2 separate regions of the Mus musculus genome follow, and region 2 is linked to region 1. The links are chromatin contacts, called in public HiChIP or PLAC-seq maps. All regions are on one chromosome and are shown on one strand. Each heading gives the region's core, a stretch centred on a gene start, on an enhancer-like site or on the middle of the called end of the contact. The rest is flanking DNA. Distances are from core to core; before and after follow the strand shown. Region 1 has its middle 43 kb from the start of Riok1. Region 2 has its middle 12 kb from the start of Mir5124a.

What was found. HiChIP or PLAC-seq counts read pairs in DNA pulled down with a chosen protein or histone mark.
Region 2: an H3K27ac HiChIP or PLAC-seq map of embryonic stem cells shows a contact between it and region 1, with 6 times the contacts expected there. The contact joins two enhancer-like sites. A contact is called at or near these places in 2 of 39 promoter capture datasets (hippocampal neurons and liver) and 1 of 115 datasets of contacts at active chromatin or transcription factors (embryonic stem cells).

Annotation. Positions count from the first base shown.
Region 1 is chr13:38,076,893-38,083,715 of GRCm38.p6, forward strand. No RefSeq gene overlaps it. Among named protein-coding and RNA genes, the nearest start is that of Riok1, 43 kb to the left of the region's middle. Within about 2 kb of position 2,754, at least 39 of the 459 cell types and tissues checked have an H3K27ac peak or open chromatin away from gene starts, as enhancers often do. A contact at or near this core is called in embryonic stem cells, where this site is marked.
Region 2 is chr13:40,850,788-40,857,610 of GRCm38.p6, forward strand. No RefSeq gene overlaps it. Among named protein-coding and RNA genes, the nearest start is that of Mir5124a, 12 kb to the right of the region's middle. Within about 2 kb of position 3,989, at least 154 of the 459 cell types and tissues checked have an H3K27ac peak or open chromatin away from gene starts, as enhancers often do. A contact at or near this core is called in embryonic stem cells, where this site is marked.

The DNA.
Region 1 (6,823 bases), core at 1,504-4,003:
GACCCCACTGAAGGGTAATAGGAATGCCCCCCCTCTCCCACCTCCCAAGTCCCTAAGTCTAAGTCTTTGATTTCTCCTAGCCATTTGGGGGGGGGGGGTGTTGTGTGTGTGTCCCCGCCCCCGTGGGTATCCCCACCACACAGATTGTTGCTTGAGAAGCGGAGGGTAAAACTTTACCAACTTTACTGTCTCACTTTGCCAGCCAGCTGCTTTCTCTGTCTGGAGCATCTTCTCACCTTCAGATCTCCCTGAGGACCCCCGCTCGGAGGATCCCTTGTTCTACTCTCCCCTCAGTATGGGTTTGGCTTCTGTGGCCTTGGCGCAGTGCTAACCCTGGATCTAACCTCTTCTCCAGCGGTTTTGATATTCGCTTTAGGTAGCAAGCCACTCCCACCTCCGTTTCAGGGATGCCTGAGTCTTGAAGGACTCTACAGTAGAAGCCACGCCTTTCTCAGCTTCCTTCAATTGAGCGCGTTCCTCTAAGCCCGGCAGTTAGCTGCTTCTAGCATTTGAAGGCTTTCATCCTTGATGTCTTCCCTGTCCTTGTAGGAGTCAATTCTGGTTTTAGTATTTCTGCAGGAAAATTAGGCATTGCTTGCTGCTTATCTTTACGCAGAACCACATCAGAACTGTTCGGATACAAACACTGCAGAAATGACTAGAAATATTTTATTTTGTTTCTGAGTGCTCCTAGGAGAAAGGACATTTCAAAATAGAATTAGATAAATGTCTAATTCTTTTCATCTCTGCCCAGAAGGCAGGTGGGGTAGTTTTCAGTCATCTTAGCTTTTTCTAACTAGTCTCTTCTCACACACACACTGATGATACTTTAAGGATCAAACAAAACAAAACAAAACAAAACAAAACAAATCACCATTTATAACAACAAAAGGCAAGAGTCCCTAGACCCCCTTGATTGGGAAAAGGACCAGGAGAATTTTCTGACTGACCTCGTTTCCAGTTCCCAGTACTAGGGTTGGGGCTGGATGTGTTGGTGGCATAGCAGATGCTTGGCATGCCCAAAGCCCTGGGTTCAATCCCCAGCACCAGTTGATGATACTGAAAGCCAAAGGAGGGAGGCTGTAACTGGTCTGCTGTCTTACATCATCATCACACACAGCATCCCTTGTTTGACCTCTGCTCCTTCCCTTAGGACTCCATCATTTTGGGAGTCCTGGGAAAAATAACCCAGGAATAATGGAGCCTGGGTTTATATTTCAGGCAGAATATAAAATGTTTCTTTCAGGATTTTTAAAACGTTCAGAAACTATAATTATTTCTAACAAATTGCTCTCCTAAAATTCTGTCAAAATGATGAATTATCTCATTTATTGGTATTATATACTTAATGTATTTATTGTCATAACATATATGTCTCAGCCCTATGAGAAAACTTGATGTCTCTTAGGAGGTTAACCTGTGGCTTAGCTGAAGAAAGAGACCTCTTTTTAAAACACACAATATAATTTGAATTGTAAATGAAGAAAATATCTAATAAAAAATTATTTAAAAAAAAACACAATATAGGTGCGTAGCTCAGTGAAACTGTGTGCGCAGCAGGCAGGAGGCATTAAGCTCGACCACATTCCTGAAGAAAAAGAGAATAAAAAGTGTTTAGACAAGTTTTCCAAGCTACAGAGGAAGAGGCCCAAAGAGGAAGCAATTGATTTCCCCCTAGGGCACCAAATAAGCCATCAGTGAGGCAGAGAGAGAGAGAGAGAGAGAGAGAGAGAGAGAGAGAGAGAATGAATCCAGACATCAGGTTAGTGTCTGCAGGGAAGGGAATTCCCACGAGGAAACGAAGTCATTCTGTCTGAGGAGGGTGTGTGCTAGGGCCAAGGTCCCGTGAAGAAATCTGAAGGTGAGTCTTCAGGTAAGTGATTTTGGACTGACCCGGACTAAGGATTAGTCTCCTTGGAGATACTGATGTAGCCCTTGGGATTTCCGACTGTCTGCTTTGAAAAAGTCCCCAAGTGTGTCGACTGGGGTTAGAAACCATTGTTCCAGGCAGTGCAGGTCTGGGATCGAAGGAGTGAGACAGTGCAATCCGACTACCACAGAGTCAGCCGTGTAGCCAGATTGGGAAGACAGAATGGGACCAGGAGGTTGTGTTTAGAGGCTCGCAACCAGGGAGCCTGTGGGCAGGAAACCTATGGTTTCTTTCACTGTCCCCTCCACCCCTCAGAGTGGCCATAAAACAGGAAGTGAAATCACTAGGAGGAGGCTTTGATCTTTAGCTTAAATGCAGGGTAAACAGAGGCTCAATCTATCTGACATCAGATCAGCAGAAATTTGGGTTTAGAGAAAGTATGTGTGGCACTTTGTGCATCATAAACAGGCAAGTGTGTGAATAGGTCCGAGGAGTTGAAAATTTAGGCCTCCCGGGTCAAGAAGGTACTTCAAAAAAAGTGACTGGCCCAGCGAGAAGGTGAGGGTGGAGATGGGGAGAGGACCGGATTGCCTACCTTAAAGCAAGAAGAACAACAAGCATGGCGGTAGATGAAGGGGATGGAGTCAGAACAGGTGCAAGAGCTACCTGTCTGGTACGCCTGAAGCTCTGGGTTCGGTTCCCAGCAACACAAAAATAAGACAAAGCAAACAAGGAGGAGTGTTTGGTTTATTGGGGGCAGAGGTGGGGGGTGGAACAAGGGACTGAGGCGCATATTTTACATACCAAAGCAAACCTGGCCTCCAGGTTCTCCCAGCATCCCTCAGTCCCTACCTGGCATACTCTGCCCCTAACCTGGATCTTTCCAGTCCAGGGGCTGCCATTCTGCGTGCCTGCCCTTTCTCCTCTCCTGCATCCCTCACCTTGACAATTCCCCTGGCCTCAATCCTTGGGGCCTCTCAATAAACCTGCCTTTCATATAATCTAATCTGGTTTGAGTTGGCTCATTTCATCGGCGGCGGTGGATGAAATAACCTATCAAGGAGGGAGGAAGAAAGACAGACAGATGGACAGACAGGAAGAAAACAAGGAATGAAAAGAAGAATACCAACACACACCCTTTCCCGAGCACATATCTGTAATTCCAGTTCTTAGAGTTGGAGGCAGGAGGATGGAGATTTTGAGGCCAGCCTGGGCTACTTATGTACAACAACAAAACAGCCAGGGGGAGGGGAGGGGACGCAAAAAGGAAATGCCTATGTCCCTCAGACAGTAAAGACACCTTAAACAAGCAGAGGGTGTGGTCAAGCAGGCATAGCAGCCTTCTCTGAGGGCTGGCTCCCATCCTGCCCTGCGTCTTGGGAGCTGACAGCTCCAGGTCCTGGAAAAAAAAAATGAAGAGAGTCAAACTGGATCACCTTTAATTATTTGTAATCTCCTCGAGGATTTCATTGGTGCTCATCAGCATTCCCCCACCCCCAAGAGACAAAGGCATGAGGGTGCCCCAGGCTTGGGTGTGGCTCCAGCAGACGTAATTGCTGAGAGAGGAGCTTTAGTGTCCCTGAGAGCCAGTTGGAGGAGCCCGGCCGCCTTACCCTTCAGGCGGACGCCATCTCAGTTCTGCGTTACTTACACATTTCTTTTGATTTTTTGCAGTACACGCCCAGTACTCAAAGATCTTTCTAGATGCTGCAAAAGAGGACGAGAATGAAGAGAAAAAAAAATAAAGGGATTTCCCGTCATTCTGTGCTCTCTGCTGCTTGTATTTTTTGTTTTCATTGGAAGGAGACATTGCATATATATTAAAGCTGGTCAGAGACCCCTATTACGGGGTAAGGTATATTCCATATGCGTATGCACCCTCCCTCTCCGAGCCAACAAGATTCAACCGTTTTCATGTGAAGAGCTTCGTCTCCTTCTGGATGCGATGAATTAAGCCACCCAGCATTCCTGGGAAGTGGGAAACTTGGAGGGCTCTTTTATGAACAGGTCACGAGGCTCCGTGACTACCTTCATTCACAATTATTCACTCAGCAGATATTTTTATTGACTGCCTACTCTGTCCAAACCAGTGCTTATGAAACTCTGCCCTGCCCACAGGAACAGTGGATCCCGCTCCGGGGCAAGCTGAAACATGCATGCTCCACTGAGAACATGCTTGCAAGGCCTGGCCCCCTTGCTTGCCAAGTGAAACGCAGAAAAACTCATATTCCCCGGCGCCTGCTCGCCTGGGTCCGCGTGACCTGCGAAGGCTCTGAGCTGCAGAGCAATAATGGCATAGGCAAGCTCGCAGTCTGTCTCCCGAGGAAGCTGGAGCTCTCAGCAATACCGCTGGAACTAGGCTCCAGTGGCCACCTTCCAACACGGGGCCCACCTTGCCCCCTGCGGGCCACTGTGCTTCCTGCTCTGTGAGCCACCATCATGAGCTGTGTCACCGTGAAGTTCCAGCTCTTGGCACTTGAAGGGGACTTTGTAAGTGTCTGTTGGGTAAGGAACTGAGGAGCACTCTGGACAAAGAGTAGGGAGTACGGACCCAGCATGCACTTGGGGTGTTCAGAGGAGCGTGGATAACCTGTCAGACTGGAATCTGGCCTATGGGAGGACCCTAGGATGTGTGGGAGGACCCTGGGAAGACAAACAGGACTCAATTGTGGCACATCCTACGTCCTTAAAAGTAACCCTTGTTCTTGTGGCACCAGGTGACACGGAATGCAGATGGGGACTGCAGAGGCAGGAAGGCATTAGTATGGATGTGGGTCAGGGTACGGGGTAGATTAGATAAAGCAAGATGAGGAGAGGGGACGCCTCAGTGAGAGCCAGTATCACCTTAACCAAGTGGGAATGGAAAACATGCATCTGGAAAAGATAGCGTCTTTGTTCTACTAAAGACATTCTGATAAGATAGTAGGAGGATGCATATAATTTAAAATTCAGGAAGGTGGCTGTTGTGGTTCATACCATAATCTCAGTACTGGAGAGGCTGAGGCAGGAGGATCCAGGCATGTGTGAAACCAGCCTGGGCTACAGTGGGAGATGTTATCTCAAAACAAAAACAAACAACGAAACAAACAAAAACCCCTCAAAACTCTTAACCAAAAGTCAATCAAGAAACCCCTAAATGTGACGGACACAGTGGTGAATACCTTTAGTCCTAGTGCTCTAGAGGCAAAGACAGGTAGATTTCTGAGTTTGAGGCTAGCCTTATCTATATAGTGAGCTCCAAGCTAGCCAGGGCTACATCATAAGATCCTCTAAAAAAGAAAAAAGAAAAAAGAAAAAAGAAAAAAAAAAAGAAATCTAAAGTTTCATTTGGGCTGTGGCTGAATAGCCTCAGTTTCTGAGCAAGAATTGGCCTGCACCTCTGACCTTCCACCTTCAGGATACCACTCTCTTGATAAATAAGCCTGCTCTGCAGTGTGGGTGGGAGTTTCTCTGGACATGGAGGAGACAGGAGAAGAGTCGTAGCTCTCACTGGGGTGCTGAGGATTTACTCTATAAGTTCTCCAGGACGATACCTGAGTGGTGTGTATGTGTGCATTCAGCTCTGCACGTGTGTGCTCATGTATGCTTTTGTGCACTTTGTATGCCCACGTGTAAGTGCATGTGTTTGTATTCATGGGCATGTGTGTATATGTTCATTTGTACGTGTATTTATATCTGTGTATATATATATATATATATATATATATATATATATATATATATATATACATATGTGTGTGTGTATATATATGTGTGTGTATATATATATACATATATATATATATATATACATATGTGTGTGTGTCCATAATGCATGTGTGTTTATGAATGCATGTCTGTGCATGTGTGTGCCAATGGATTCTCCAGACCTCTTGCTTCTCCAAATCTTAACTGGAGCTAAACACTGACCAGCTCCCCGCCGATCCTAATCTCTATTAAAACAGTCTCTTTGAGCTCAGTGAGCCTGGATTTGAAAACTATCCCAGCTTTACAATCTGCCCCAGACCAGGCAGCAGCAGGGGCACAGACCAGTTACAACAAACCTCTTGCCTTGCAGGCAAAGAGAGAATGGCAGAAATGACTACTCAAGTAAAGCCTGGGTGTGCCAGCTTTTTAATCTTTTCCATAATGAATTAACTCAGGAGTGATGATTACATATCTCGGCGAATGGGAAAAATGAAAAAAAAAATTGAAGTAAGCAAGCAAGTCCAGGAGGGAGGGCAGGAGAAGCCTGTGGTGTTTCAGGGAAACCCTTGAGTGTACCCACAGACAGCATGGCAAGGGAGCTGGGTTAGCTCTGCAATAGTGTGTGCTGAGCCTTTGTGAGGCCCTGGGTTCCATCCTGGCCTCCACAGCTAGTGAGTCAGTAAACAAAGGGGAGAAGAAGTAACAGGATGGGGAAGGAGGCACCAGGGAAGACGTGTTGGAAGCGCACTGAAAGGAAATAATTAATTTAAATGATGTTTTGACTTTGTACGGTTAGACAGGAATGGATTCGGTGTCTTTAAATATGGACAGATGTCTGTGACAGACACCCAATGGTATGCAACCCTTGCTCTGAGTATCAAGGCATCTTGAAATGCCCGTGAGTTAAAGGCCCTGCCCCCTCTGCTGTCACCCCCTCCTTTCCCTCTCTGACTCTTGCTGTTGTTTGAGACAGGCTATTACTATGAATTCAGGCTAGCTTGGGCACAGTAGCCTGAAGTAGATAATAGCTTCCTTCCTGCCTGCCTGCCTGTCCGGTGCAGGGATTACCGCCTGTGTCATACACTCAGCTTGGGAATTCTGTTTCTGAAACAAGATTTCCAATAGTCAAAATGCAAAAACAACCCCAAAGATCCATTCTCGTCTGTGGATAAATAACATTTATGGCACAGTTCCATTTTTAGGAAATGTCCACCATGGGCAAATCCATTGACTCAGAAGGCAGATTAGAATGGCTGCCAGGTATGG
Region 2 (6,823 bases), core at 2,739-5,238, 2.8 Mb after region 1:
ACAGAATTCAAGGCCACAGATAAGCTGTCAGTCACATGAATGATCTGGGCTGGAGAGATGTTGCAATAGTTAATCGCCTTGACTACTCTTACAGAGGACCTAAGTTCAATGTCCAGTACCCATGTGCCAGCTCACAACTATCCCTAATTCTAGTTCCAGGGCACCATATGTCCTTTTCTGGGCTCAGAGGACACCAGACATGCAAACGGAACACAGACATACATGCACCCAGACAAAACACTCATACACATTAAGGGTGTGGGGTCTGTAATTTAACGTTTGTTTATTTTATCTTGTTTCTAAAACTTCAAAGAAAAAAATGTTTTAGCCCCACAGAATTTTATTAGTGGCTCAGACTTCCAACTACTCTAGAGAAGGTAGAGACGTTGATTAAAAACCCACAGTTGCCCATCATCTCTGGGGCAGGATGTTCCTGGAGGGGTTGAGAAGAGCTGCTTATCTTGCCTTAGAAGAACCTATTATCACGAGAAAATGGGACCCTCAAGATACACAACCTGCCTCCGAATCCCCAGCCCCGAATCCTGGCAGCAGCCCGGGATTATTTGTCCCCAGTGGGGACATAATTGAGTGGGCAAGTTGAAGGTCAATCCGGTCTGTCTTAGGTCTCAAACTTGGAACAAATGGCCGAGGGACCTATTTAACATATCAAAGTAGAACTGGTTACGAGGTTCTCCCAGCATCCCTCAGGCCCTACTTACAGGGTATGGCTGGGCATCCCCTGGCCCCTAGATAAACATCCCAGCCCAAGGCTGGGCTGCCCTTCCCCTAGTTACTCTTCCCAGCCATTTTGATTAGCCAGCCAGTTTTACTACCCTTTACTCTCCTGATCTCCAGGTTCTCCCTCTGCCCTCCTTCGGTCTGATTCAGGGTCCTGCTCACTCTGGACTCTACCGGATGTCTCTGCCTCTGACTATGCTCCTCCTCATGTCTACAGAAAAAAAAAAAAAATCTTCTCCATACGCTGTGAGTGGTCCTTTTGATTTATTTTTATTTATTTCTTTTTTTATTTCTTTCTTTCTTTCTCCTCTTTCTTTCTTTCTTTCTTTCTTTCCTTCTTTCCTTCTTTCTTTCCTTTTTTTTTTTCCTTCCTCTCAGTCTGAAGTTATACAGGCCATACAGGTCATCTTAACTGGGAACTAAATATAAGGGCATAACCTAAAGTGTGAAGATTGGGTTTCAACAGAAATCCAGAAGGCCGCCTCTGAAAGAGGCAGGCCCTGCGTGGCAAAGGGGAAGGTTGTCCTGGGATGCCTATCCTCAGCCCCGTGCCTTTGAGGAGGGTGAGGTACTTAGACCTTTGTAACTTCCGGAACTGGGAGTCCCCCGGGATGAAGGTCACACCTGGGCATAGGTTGGGGAATCAGAACCTCTGGTGGCCACTCCCTGTAGCCACTGTTTTCTAGCCTCGGGTGTGACCGGAGGCGCACCGTTCTTTCCTCGTGCAGCTCGAGTTCCAGCTTTTATTGTTCCACTCATAAACAATGCAGTGAACGCCTTTGCCTCAGAAGAGGATTCCCGCAGAATGCCTCTGTGGACCACTTCCAGGCAACTCGATCCCTCTGGGAACCTGTTCTATGGAGATGAACTGGCTGGAAAAATACGGGGAGAAGGATATTGAAAGGACTCGGCTTCCTCGCCATTACCACTAATTCCCCACCACCACCCCCATGGCATCTAAGACCCAGGGGGCTTGGGCCCATTTGGGCTAAACTTATATTCTATATTTTCAGAACCGAGCGCAGTGATTGGTGGAGTGGGAGGCAGGAGTGGGGAATGAATGAGTGAATGAATCACACTTGACCATGGCACCTAAGATTTCTGTTTCTGAAGATGTTTTTAATGACTAGAATGCTTCAGGGAGAGAGGAATGAAGATCTTTGAGAGGCTGGAGGCCAGTTGTGGGAGGGAGGACCCTAACACATCTTTTAGCTCTCCAAACTCTAAGAGCATCTCATGTTGCAAACGGACTGTGACAATCTCTTCCTTATTCTTTCAGACAAGGGCAAAGTTACAGATTTTAAGAGGTAACTGTCACTCTCTGGATTTTAAAATGCACATCAATCTCTCTCTTCCAGAATATCTCCTGTGAAGCTCGAACTTCACTCAACCAATAACAGGCTAAAATGAAAAATGAACCCTTGAACCAAGGGGCTAGTGATATGGCTGAGTGGGTAAAAGGGCCTGTAGCCAAACCTGAGGACCTGAGTTCAACTCACCAGGACCTGTATGGTGGAAGGAAAAGCAGTTGTTCTCTGACCACCACACACATGCGCACGTGCACACACACACCATGAGAGTGTGCATGCCCACGTACACGTGTGCACACACACACAATTTTTTTTTTAAAGAAAGGAAGCAACCCAGGACCCTGTAGAGTTACAAGTGTGTGAGGACTTTCCTTGTTATTTTAAAGATCAAGTAAGCAAATTAACATGTCCTTCCTTCCTTCCTTCCTTTCTTCCTTTTTTCCTTCCTTTCTTTCTTTCCTTCTTTCTTTCTTTCTTTCTTTCTTTCTTTCTTTCTCTTTTTTTTTCTTTTCATTTACTTCGGAGAAAAACTCTCATTATGTAGCTCATAGCAGCCTCAGACACTTACTTAATCCTCCAGTGTCTGTCTCCCAAGGGCTGAGATGACCCCTGTGCCTTTGTTGAAACTTAGTCGACCCTCTTTCCTCAATTGATAACACCTTAGCCAAACAGAGAACAAAGCACCAACTGGCTCATTGCAGACTGGTCTGTAAGACACAGGGAGACTGGCGTTCCTGGGCTTGGCTACCCTGCAGCAGGATGGACCTTGTTTCTTTGACCTCTAATCTACAGGGAGGTGATACTCCTTGGCACTCTTCTTAATGCAGGCTCAACCTAATATAGAACTCTACCCACAGAAGCTGTGGTTTTTGTTTCCTTAACTTCAAAATCAGATTGTGAAATTGATCAGGAATAGACCCCATACTAATACCAGTGTCTAAGATATACCCAACATGTAAAAATATATCCACCCTTACAAAATACGTGTGATGGCTAGTCTTGGTTCTCAACTTGAAATATCTAGAACAGAGAAACCTCAGTTAAAGAACTGGGTGTCTCAGACTGGCTGGTGGGCATGTCTGGGAGCAGTTTCTTGATTGGTAATGATGTAGGACGATCCAAAATACTGTGGGTAGTACTATTCCTAGGCAAGTGGGCCTGAGCTGTACAGGAAATATTGCTAAACAGGAGCCCAGGAGCAAGGCACTAATGATTATTCCCCCATATTCTGTACGTCATTTCCGGTCTCCAGGTTCCTACTGGAGTTCCTGTCTCTTTTTTACTTCATGATGGACTGTAAACTAAGATGAAATAAACGCTCTCCTCCCCAAGTTGCTTTTTGATCATGACTTTTATAAACAACAACAGAAAACAAACTACAACAGCATCCAACCTAAAACTATAAATACACTCGAACCTGTTGATTTTCTGCAACAAAGCGGGGCTGTCAAAACTCCTGTGGTCTGGGGCTCACCTCCTCGCTAAGCACTTAGCCCACAAAGCCTGCGATGGCCGGACACATCAACACAGAAGGGCTCCGGATCTTTCAGCCCCAGCTCCAACCTTGTTCCACCTCAGTTACCTATCTTGTCTGAACTTGACAAGACCCGCTTCATTTCTCCTTCCCTACTGCCCTGTTTCCCGCCATTTTAAATTAAACCCTAGAACCTGATCATTTTCTACCCATCATTCTTCCCGGTGACTTCTCTTCAAGGTCTAAAATTAGCTTGGACACCACGGAGCAGCCATGAGCAGGGTGTGATAGCTGCCTTGCCGCCAGTCTTCCAGTAGCCCCAGGATCGAAAGGGAAAAAAAATTCCTTAAGACTCATGGGTGACTAGCTACGAAAGGAAACCCACATCCAGAGGCTGTTTAGGGGAGTCCTCACCAGACCGAGATAGAGGGGTTGGGAGGAACCTGTCTTCTCAAATTACACCCCGCGGGAGCTAAGAACAGGAGAACACGTGACTCTTAGAGGCTCCGAGCTTGGGAAGAGCCTCCTCCCTTCACCCAATCCAGGGAACTTTTTAACCAGGCTCCCTGGCTATTTTAAACCCCTGGTGCTTCAGGCTGTTTCCTGTGACTGCAAACATTCGGGAGAGTGAGACAGGGCTCCGAATTCAACAATAGTAAAAAATTAAAACTGTAAGGGTTTTTTTTTTTTTTTGGGGGGGGGGGGGGTTGGTGGTGGTAGGTTTTTTTTTGTTTTTTTTTTTTTTAAGGCAGGGGGATGGAGAGCAGGAAATGAACGCAGGAAGATGCCTGTGAACTTCATATTTAAAAAATGAGTTTGATGCAGGCTTTTACCAGGCATTCCTAGATTCAAAAAGTTCCACCAGCTTATTTGGTTTCTAATTTGGGCCCAGAGGTGATGTCATGATAAAATGAGTTGTGGGAAATCCACATTTCATGGTGGTACAGGTGAGACTGAAGTAGTCCCTTTTCACAGGCACTGGCGTAAATTCAGTCCTCAGGAGCGTTAACTTGATGTAACAGAAACTGGTTAAAGTCCTTCAGGGAGAGTATGCCCTAAGGTAGCAGCGATATGTTCCATTGACCTCTGAAACAAATACATGCTCTGAGAATTATTGAATAACCAGCAGATCTATCCTGGTTCCTGATTTTTTTTTTTTTTTTTAATCTGGTCACCTCCTGGATTTGGAACGCTGGGCATCAACTTTGAGCTAATGGCCAACCTGGGTTGAGCTTTCTCTTTCCCCCTTGGGTCGCTCATCGCCCTCCTATTGGGCAAACATAGAATTCAGGATATAGAATGGTTACCTCTGGGGCAGTGAAGAGGCTCCAGAAAGAAAGAGCCTTCAGAGATGGCAAAGAGCACTTGCTATGCTCACAGAGGACTAGGGTTCAGTTGCTTCCACCCACAGGGTAGTTCACAGCGATTTGTAACTCCAGTTTCAGGGAATCCAACAGCCTCTTGTGACGATCTCCAGCCCCAGGAGTGCTCATGGTACACATACATAAATGCGGGTAAGATACTTCTGCACACTAAGTAGAAATAAATCATATATAATAATGCTCATTTTTTTATTATTTATGGGTGGTGTGTGTATTGTGTGTGTGTGTACACATGTATATTGTATGTACTTCTATGTGTATATGGAGGTCAAAGGACAATCTATGGGTAACTTCTCTCCTTCTCTCATGTGGGTCCCAGGAACGGAACTCAGGTGTTGTTGACACATGCCTTTCCTGTTGAGCCATCTTCTCCCCAGACCCATACTTATTCTTCTTAAAACGACTAGTGTTACCCAAAACAATACTGTAAATAACCACAGGCATTTCTAGAAGGATCCTTGTGGCATTTCAGGTGAGGCACAAGGTTCTACTGATTTTTTTTTTTTTTTTTTTTGGTTTTTCGAGACAGGGTTTCTCTGTGTAGCCCTGGCTGTCCTGGAACTCACTCTGTAGACCAGGCTGGCCTCGAACTCAGAAATCTGCCTGTGTCTGCCTCCCAAGTGCTAGGATTAAAGGCGTGCACCACCATGCCCGGCTCTACTGATGTTTTTGACAAAATATCAATCTTTGGATTTACCAATGAAGCTCGGGAGCCTGATGCTGGGGTGAACACCTGCCAGCTCAGAGAGGCGGAGACCAAACCCAGCTGACTTTCCTCCTCAACCAATGCCCCAGAAGCCATGCTCTATCTCACGCTGTCTCAAAAAAGTCAGGGTGTCCCTCTCTCCTACTTCCTGTTTGTCTCTCTATCCATCCTCCTGACTTTCCCTTACTCTCTACGGTTTTTTTCTCAGTAATCTTATGTTCACTTCCTCTCAATTGCTCTGCCTCTATGACTGACTTTATTTAATCCTGTTTACAGTATTCAAGAGAGAGCTCTTAGACTAAAGGTGTGTGCTAAGGTTGAGCCACGGCCCAACCCAAACTAGGTTGTTGGACTTTTTGTTTGTTTGTTTGTTTTTTCCAGTAAATAACTCTATCTCCAGATTCACCGGGTGACCAAGTATCCTACAACTCTCTAGCTGCAACCAAGCACCAGCTATCACCTCTATGCTTTGTAACCAAAGCCAGGGAGCTGCAAAGTCTAGAAACGGTGAGGGAATTACTGCTGCCCTTGATCCTGGAGTGTCTGTGAGGGGTTGAATGAGGCTAAGATTGAAGTGAGGGCCAAGTACAAAGCTGACGTCATCATCTAGATAACCTAGGAGACAAGACCGTGGGAATGGTTATACCAGTTCAGGCAAGCATAATTAGGCGTTGACATCTGCATTTATTCTCCCCCGCACCCCCGCAGTCAAGTTCATTTGAGGTGTACAAGGTCTACCTGGAGGGATTCGAAAAATTAGTACAAATTAGAGAAATTGTTTTCCTCTGGGGGGGGGGGGGAGATCCTCTATCCATGACCACCCCTACCCACCCCCCGCCCCCGCCCCCGCCAGTATTTAGGAAGTGATGTACTTCACTGCACTCTGGAATGGACAACTTAAGGAAAGCCCACAGCATTTCTGAATGGAGCTATTTGTGTTGGAGTCAAGCAGACAAAACTATCTACAGCTAAATCACTCAGCACCACCAGTTCCCGCAGCAACTAGGATTTGCCCATGGGCCATCTGTGGAGATCATTCCCGAGGCCTTTGAGGCGTTGCTTCGGGGAATTAAACCTTCAGGGACCCGGGCCTCGTTTGCTCAAAGAGAGATCGTGCAAGTGTGACAGGAAGCCCTATGGAGGGGACAGACCAGTATCTCCCTAACTGACAGGATATGAACTCGCGTCTTCCTGTTTGTTTTGGCATTTCTTT